2 separate regions of the Danio rerio genome follow, and region 2 is linked to region 1. The links are chromatin contacts, called in public HiChIP or PLAC-seq maps. All regions are on one chromosome and are shown on one strand. The core of a region is the stretch at or near the end of the contact, and the rest is flanking DNA. Distances in the headings are between cores, read along the strand shown. Region 1 holds the start of si:ch73-71d17.2. Region 2 holds the start of slc7a7 (solute carrier family 7 member 7).

The links. HiChIP or PLAC-seq counts read pairs in DNA pulled down with a chosen protein or histone mark.
Region 2: a contact with region 1 is called in an H3K4me3 HiChIP or PLAC-seq map of embryo, with 3 times the contacts expected there. The contact joins the promoter of slc7a7 here to the promoter of si:ch73-71d17.2 in region 1. A contact is called at or near these places in 1 of 18 Hi-C or Micro-C datasets (embryo) and 1 of 4 datasets of contacts at active chromatin or transcription factors (embryo).

Annotation. Positions count from the first base shown.
Region 1 is chr7:19,410,161-19,414,038 of GRCz12tu, reverse strand. It overlaps si:ch73-71d17.2, which reads left to right and starts at 1,507. Exons shown (of 14, transcript XM_073908265.1): 1 at 1,507-2,115.
Region 2 is chr7:19,551,961-19,555,969 of GRCz12tu, reverse strand. slc7a7 (solute carrier family 7 member 7) reads right to left here and starts at 1,542. Exons shown (of 10, transcript NM_001037559.2): 1 at 1,353-1,542.

The sequences.
Region 1 (3,878 bases), core at 258-2,757:
AAAAATAATCCATCGAAAAAGGCTTTAAGACGGAATCCTTTGTCGGCTGTTGCTTCAGTGGGGCTATAATCTGATGTAAGAGAAGTCTTTTTTTTTTACAACTATATTGTTTATATAAACAAAGAAAACATTTTACAGGTAACTTTATTCTAAATCTTGGACCTTATTTCTGAAATGAAAATGAGCAATAAAAAGATGTGAAGCACCAGAATATATAATATAATTTGAACATATTTTGGCTGTTGTTGATTTCTAGGAATTTTCAAATGTGCTTTTTTTTTTAACAAAGAGACTAGAAAACTCTGAAGAATTCATCATAATTGTTTTATTATTATTATTATTATTATTATTATTATTATTATTATTATTATTATTATGTTTTAATTATGAATTTTATATTGAAATGGCCATATTGTGACTAAGGACAGTTGAATGTGCTGGCCAGTTTTTTTTTTTTTTTTTTTGCCTAGTAAATGATAGTTGGCTACAGTTTTGTTTTACTTTAAAACTTTAACAGATTGCTATTTTTCCTAATAATTGTATGATGTAATAAGTTTGTATTTTAAAAATTACTCTTGTTTAAATTTTTTTTAATTGCAATTTTTAGGAAATATTTTAGTACATCATAAAGTCTGGTTATGATGACATCTGACTAGTTAATCCAGCAAAAAAATAAAATAAAATAATAAATTGCAGTACATCTCATAACTAGAAACTGAGGCGTATAACTGCAAAAAGGTAAATTTTATAAGAAAAAAAGAACCACCCCTTTCATCAGGCTGGCTACGGGCCTGCAAGTGCCTTCGATGTCCCAAGATTGAATCCGTCCTTTATAAACATATTGCGAAATAATGAAATTCTGATCTATTAATATAATTGGTTAAACCTTTACACACATGTAGGTATAATCTATTTCCTATTTATTTATTTGCTTGTTAACTTATTTTCCTATTTATTTATTTGATAGTTATTTATTTATTTGCTTGTTTCTTTATTTAATTGCTTATTTGTTTATTTATTTGCTTATAGTTATTTAGTTGTTTGCTTATTTATTATCCTATTTATTTGCTTGTTTCTCAATTTATTTGCTTATTTGCTTGTTAACTTATTTATTAGCTTGTTGATTTATTTATTTTATTTTATTTAGTATTTGATTTAGGTTTACATTTCAATTTGAGCTTATTCAAACCTTTTTTTTATGATTTCCTGCTTTTTAAAATGTTGGGTTTTCTACTTTATAATGTTAAATGTTTTCAAAAATTTATTTCAATAGTTGTTACACATTTACCCATTGTGCCTTTAATTTCTTAAATTCACTTATTTGTGTTTAAATGTTAGTTTTTTTAGTCTTTCTTAACTTGTCTTTAATATAAATCATTTTATAAAACTTTTATTAGTTTATTTTTTATTTTAATTTATTTCTGTCATTTTTTTACATATATTTTAGTTTCGTTTTCTCTTCCTGTGCTGTACTCAATCTCCCACGATGCACCGCGGCAGTGTTTTGATGTCGCACAATCATGGCGGCGCTGTCAGGCGGCTCCTCTGAGACATGCCCGCTCAAAAGCACTTTAAACCGCCTACAATCCAACACCTTCGGCTCGCCGAGAGCCCGAACCCGCTCCGAGCCGCTGTACGTGATCTCTCTGGACCGCTACGGCAGAGACTTGGACTTCAGCATCCGCTTTCCGGACAGCATCTCCATGTCAGAGAGCCTGTTTGACGCCACTCTCACGGACGGAGACTGTAAGATCCGCGTATCTCTGGATCCCGCTATAAACAAGCTCATCAGCAGGAATAAACTGCACTGCGGCTCCGTCGTCCGGAATGTGGAGTTCAGCCGCGGTGATGCAGACGCTGGAGACGGAGAGAGTTTCCACGTCTGCGGGCTGGAGGTGGACCGACTCTACGGCGGGGATGCTGCTCTCCGGGCGCTCTCATCCGTCAATGTGAGGACCATTCCCTGGATGTTTGGGGAGCCGCGAGCAGGACCGCTCAGAGCACGCAGGACCTCCTATCTGCCGCTGTGGAACAACCATGACTTCTGTGGAGATATGTGGCGCGACACGCCGCCCTCTGAGCCCGACGCGGAGGACTCTGAAGAGGAGATAGACGGTGTGTGTCTGTGGTACTTTGCTTTCTAGTCAGAATTTGTGTGGAGTCACTCTTATAGACAGCCCCTGCATCAGTTGACTTTTCTCAAACTTAAATCAGAAATTAAGTTAAAAAAGCATCATAAATTATTTATTTAATAATTATATATCTATATAGGCTATTCCTGGGAATTAATTACTGAAAAGTCTTGAAGCTTTGACAAATATAATTGTGGAGATTCTAACTTCTAAAATACCCTCAACTCTTTTATTATGTAGGTGTTCTGGGTGACGTTATAGGGTTTAATACAATTTACAAAATACTACTTTGAAAACAGTAAACGTTTAAAATGAATTGTTCAAAACCATGCGAGATCAATGGTAAATGATAAAAAAATCAGGGATAGGCCGTACTTATGATACAAGTATTTCAAATATGTACTTTAAATAAAAAATAGTATTTTGTAATTTGTATTTGACGGTGTTTATGAAAATGGCTTAATATTTTGTATAAAATACTTTAGTGTCTTTTATTTTTTTAAATACTGTAAAATACTTTGTAAGTCTAAATGATGACATCATATAAATGTGGCCTTTAACAGTGGTGTTTTCTCTATCATTTGCCAAAACTAGACCAGAAAGTTGATTAATATTGAAGAAGTTGATCAATACTTGATGTATGGATGAAAATTATGCAACACATATAAAGAAAATAACAGATGAATGGGTAGATTCAGGAGCAAGTCAAAATAAGACAGGAAAATAGGACAAACAACATGATATTGTGTATTGAAGAGTAGGCATGGGCCGGTATAAGAATCTGACGGTATGATAACCTTGGATAAAAATATCATGGTTTCGCAGTATTGTGATTTGCTGCTCTAAAATAAGTTTTTTTTAAATGTCTGGGTAAAAAACAAAAACTGTTTTCTCTTTTGAACACAAAATATTTTTTTGAGAAACATTTAAAATACTTTGGAACTGTAAACATGTCAGACTTTTGCTGTCTTCATTTGTTTCAAAAACAGAATTATTCACATATAAAAGGCACCTTTGGATATTTTTTTCTACTGGAGACATTGTTGTCCTAAAAAATTTTTTTAAATTAAAAAAAAAAAAAATTAGACATACCTTAGGAACAGTATTGCAGAAAATGTTGACGGTTTTAAAACCTTGACTTTTCCAAACCGCGGTAAACCTTGAAAACGGTTATCGTCCCATGCCTATTGAAGAGTACATTTGCAAAAAAAAAAGATATTTGGAAATGACTAAGATTTTAGTAGATTTCAGAAATCGAGACTTTAAATTGTTACATTTTAAACAACTAGATTTATTCAGCAAATTATGTAAGCAAAAAATTTAAATGAACTTTTCATGTATTACCATTTTAAAATATAAGACTGCTATGAGATTTTCACTATAGATAGAGTTAGAGAAGTATATAGTGCTATATTCCAGCTCAATATATGCATTGAATGGTTTTTACACTGATTAAAGAGATCATCTTCTGGACAGGATTTTCTGTAAAAAATTTGTACAAAATTTCTACTAAAATCAAATAGAAACACAGGTTACATTTTTATGAATACCTAATCATCTGAGTGAACTTCTCAATTATTATTTTATTGCATTTTTTGTTTGAATTGTTTTGTTTTGCTTCATTTCATTTATTTATTTATTTTCTTTTCGGCTTAGTCCCTTAATCAATCGGGGGTCGCCACAGCAGAATAAACCACCAACTTATCCAGCATATGTTTTACACAGTGGATAAATGTATTTTAATAC
Region 2 (4,009 bases), core at 293-2,792, 140 kb before region 1:
GTATATCTTTATTCTCAAGGTAGCTGAAAACTGTGAACTTTTTAATTGTTGCATTCACTCACCTGTCACTTGTTCCAAACCTGTTTGACTTTCTTCTGTTAAACACAAAAGAAGGTATTTTTTAGAAAGCTGGATCCTGTAACCATTGACTCCAATAGTATTTTTCTCGCTACATTAAGTCAGTGGTTACAGGTTTTTAGCTTTCTTTAAAACATTTCTTTAAAAATGACCTCTTCTAAGGAATTAGAAATGTTTTTAAAGCATAATAAAGGTTTGAAACTGCACAAGGGTGAGTAAATAGTTAGTATTTTTTCTTTTTCGTTACAGCTATCCCTTAACATTTAATTAAATAAAATAACCTAATGTTGGGATTGTCAATATCAGACCCTACACTGAATTACATAATTTCTTAGACTGAATGGTTCCTAATTGACATTTCTCACAGATCTGTCTAAATGCCCTCTGTAATAGGAACACCTTATCACAGGTGAAGAAAGTTACATGCGGGAAAGACAAAAAGAGATAAAAGGATGATTAAAGAGCTGAGATGAGTGGGTGGACAGAAGCAAATTACTGCACGTGATAATTAAAAGCCACACCAATGCAAAATCTTTAGGGACCGGAGAGCAAGGTTCAGGACATGCTGATAAGCGCTCAAAAAAACAACTATAAAACAAAATCATTCAAGGTTACAGCCTAAGCCGCCAAAGCCTTGTTGTATAAAGCATGCAATTAAGAAAATGTATATTCATCAGTTCATTATATATTCATAAAATATTTTTTTGTTGTTGCTTGTTCATTCTTTAGGTTTTTTTTAGACAATTTATTTGTTTTTTGCTTATTCTACTTAAATTTATAAAAACAATAAGGTTAACTTAATGGATTTGTGTTGAGACAACATGAAGGAACTGTGTGAAACCCAACCATTTTTACAGTGTTGTACAGAACAGTACAGAAACTACTTCCAATTTATTACCAAATACAGAAAAGTATAGTAAAGCTTTACATTGATATGATAATTGAGTACAGCAAGCTTAAGTATTACCCATGTAAAACCTGTAACTACACAATATGCATTTTATAATGAGACATTGAGTGTTTAAAAGTGTTATAAATATCTCACATTTCCCCTGAAAAGGCGTCATGATAGCTAAGGAAAAGTATAGTAAAGCTTTACATTGATATGATAATTAAGTACAGCAAGTTTAAATATTACCCATGTAAAACCTGTAACTACACAATATGCATTTTATAATGACACCTTGAATGTTTAAAAGTGTTAGAAATATCTTAAATGTTCCCTAAAAAGACGTCATGATAGCTGAGGAGAAAATGGTTTTGCCTGAACCTACCTTTCCTTTCCAGGTGCTGAACTGGCATCAGGATGCAGTTTGTACTGATGCTTTATTTATCGTTCATTGTCGTGGTCACAGTTGAAGTCAGCGGGCAGGTCATGTTATTTGGCCGTGTGAGCTCACAGTCATATGGTCTCTGTCAGTTTCTTCTTCCAAGCTCGTGCTCTCGAGACGATTGCAGTCGATTGATGAACTTCTGCTCTCAGTCAAACACAGATACAAACGCAGAGAGTGAGGGGAGGGGAAAAGGGACGGAGCATAATTATACTGAGCCATAATTATCAGCGTCAGGAACAACTGCTGCAGGTCTCAAAATTAAGGATAGCCTATTGTTATCGGGTAGGCTAATACTTTACAACAAGCTTCCATTAGTTAATGTTGGCTACTGTGTTTACCAACACGAACAAACAATGACAGGATTTATCCATCGTCTTTGTTAACGTTAGTAAATGTAAATACAGTCGGATTTTGTTCCAATTAACTGGCAGTGCTATAATGGTAACAAGCATAAGTTTGGATTTAAAAAATGGATCAGTAAAAGTTCAGATAAACTACCAGGCTATAAAACTACAAGAACTAATACACTGTACACCATTATATGATCAATTAGTCATATGTTTTTAGTACATTGTAACTTATAAAACTAAGTTAATCATGTCCTAACTTAATTGTATACATAATATAAGTTGAATGGACTCATAAAGTTAATTTGATTCAGCTAAAAACTTTAAGGGAACCAGGATTTTATTTTTCACAGTGTAGGCTATTGGGTTAGAATTATTGTTCATTCATAATTTATAATTGTAGTTTTTTGTATTGTACAGGCATATTTATTTCAGTATTCGACTTTGATTAATGGTCCCACTTTACAAAAAGGTTTCATTAGTTAATGTTAGTAAATAGCCTAACATTAGAAGCCTTTATTGTAAAGTGTGACCTTTAATCATAGAATACTGAAATATATGTGCCTGTACAATGCAAAATACTAATTACAAAAGCACATAACAAAATGTCTAAGATGTCTTAAACTACAATGAACATAAAAATAATAATAAAGGTTTAGCTAAAATATTATATAATATAAACATTAGTACATAATATAATAAAAAGTAATATAAATATTATATTAACACAGAAACTGGAGTAAAAGTTGCACCAACCAGCCACAGTGAATGAAAATAAACACCATTACACTGACAAACACACATAAACAAATACATAAATGAAATTCAATTAAATAGAAATAACTTATAATGTGGTAGACTTTTTGAAGCTAACTTACAAAATCACAAGCTTTAATTTGATTTCAGGCAACTTGCTTTCTGTGTCTTCATTAGATGAATGCCAGCAAGTATTTTATCAGCAGGTCCCTGTTTCAATTATACTTTTGATCTCATTCTAGATGAGGAACCCTCAACATAAAATGTAAAAACCATCAGTATAATCTTTTGGACAAAGATTTACATAAAAAAATACATTTTAAATTACATTTTTTTACTGTCTAATGCAATTACAGTAATGTTTTTATTTTAATTTATTTTTTTTACATCATTTTACATAATTTGTGTTATTGGACATTTACAGTGTTCAGCATATATAAGCACACCCCTAACAAATCTGTCTTTTAAATTCATATTTTAATAGGAAGCTATACAATATTATAAATGTGCAAATACATTAAATTGGTCAGTACTGAAGCCAAATCTGAAGCTTTTCAAACAAACTAACTTACGATTAACGGTTCAAAAACTAGTACAGCCAAATTTATGTAATAAAAATATTAAATACAAATTTAAAAGAGGAAAAATCAAGAGAAGAAAAAAAAGTTGAAAAGTTGAAAATTTTCAGTTTTTTTTTTTTTTTGTTGCTGAAATTTTCTAGGTTGCAATTTATTTTTCCATTATTTTGCTTGAATTTAATTGTATTTTCTTTCAATTTCTAAATATTTTTGATGTCTAAAATATTATTTTAATAAATGTATCTGTTTTCTTTAAATGCAACAAAATACATTGCCTATATTCACTAAAAAATGGATACAAATATTCATTTTCAAAATGGGGTGTACTCAATTATGCTAAGCACTGTATAAATAATTAATTGTTTAATTTTTTATTTTATTTTTTCTGCAGCATGGACCCCCTCTTGGTCATAAGGGTCCCCGGAAAACCCAAATTAAAAGTACAAAAGTAATGTTTGTCTCCATCGTGTGGTTAGAGCAGAATATTACACCACATCTGTTTTCAAACTTGCTAAGGCAAGACTTTACCATGTTTTTTCTTTTATGACTTTTTTTTTACTAAACCACTGTCTGTTACTGTAAACATATATTTAATTACGTTATTTAATTAAATGTAATTTTTTACCTTCTAAATTTCCTTAATAATGTGCAAATCAACAAAAACGTGCCTACATATACATCATGTGTAATCAAAATACTTTTTTGAAAGGATTGTAAAACCATTTATACCTTTATATATTATATTTTTTATACAGCAAAGGTTGTTTTACAAACCATGGACAGAAAACTTACTTTCCATCCAATCCAAATGATGTAATGAATTAGCTTTCTTTGAAAGATCTGCTCTTTAAAGAAGCATTCATCACTCTTTTTTGCCTCCTCAAGCTCTGCATTCTAGCACTTTTGGCATTGTTAG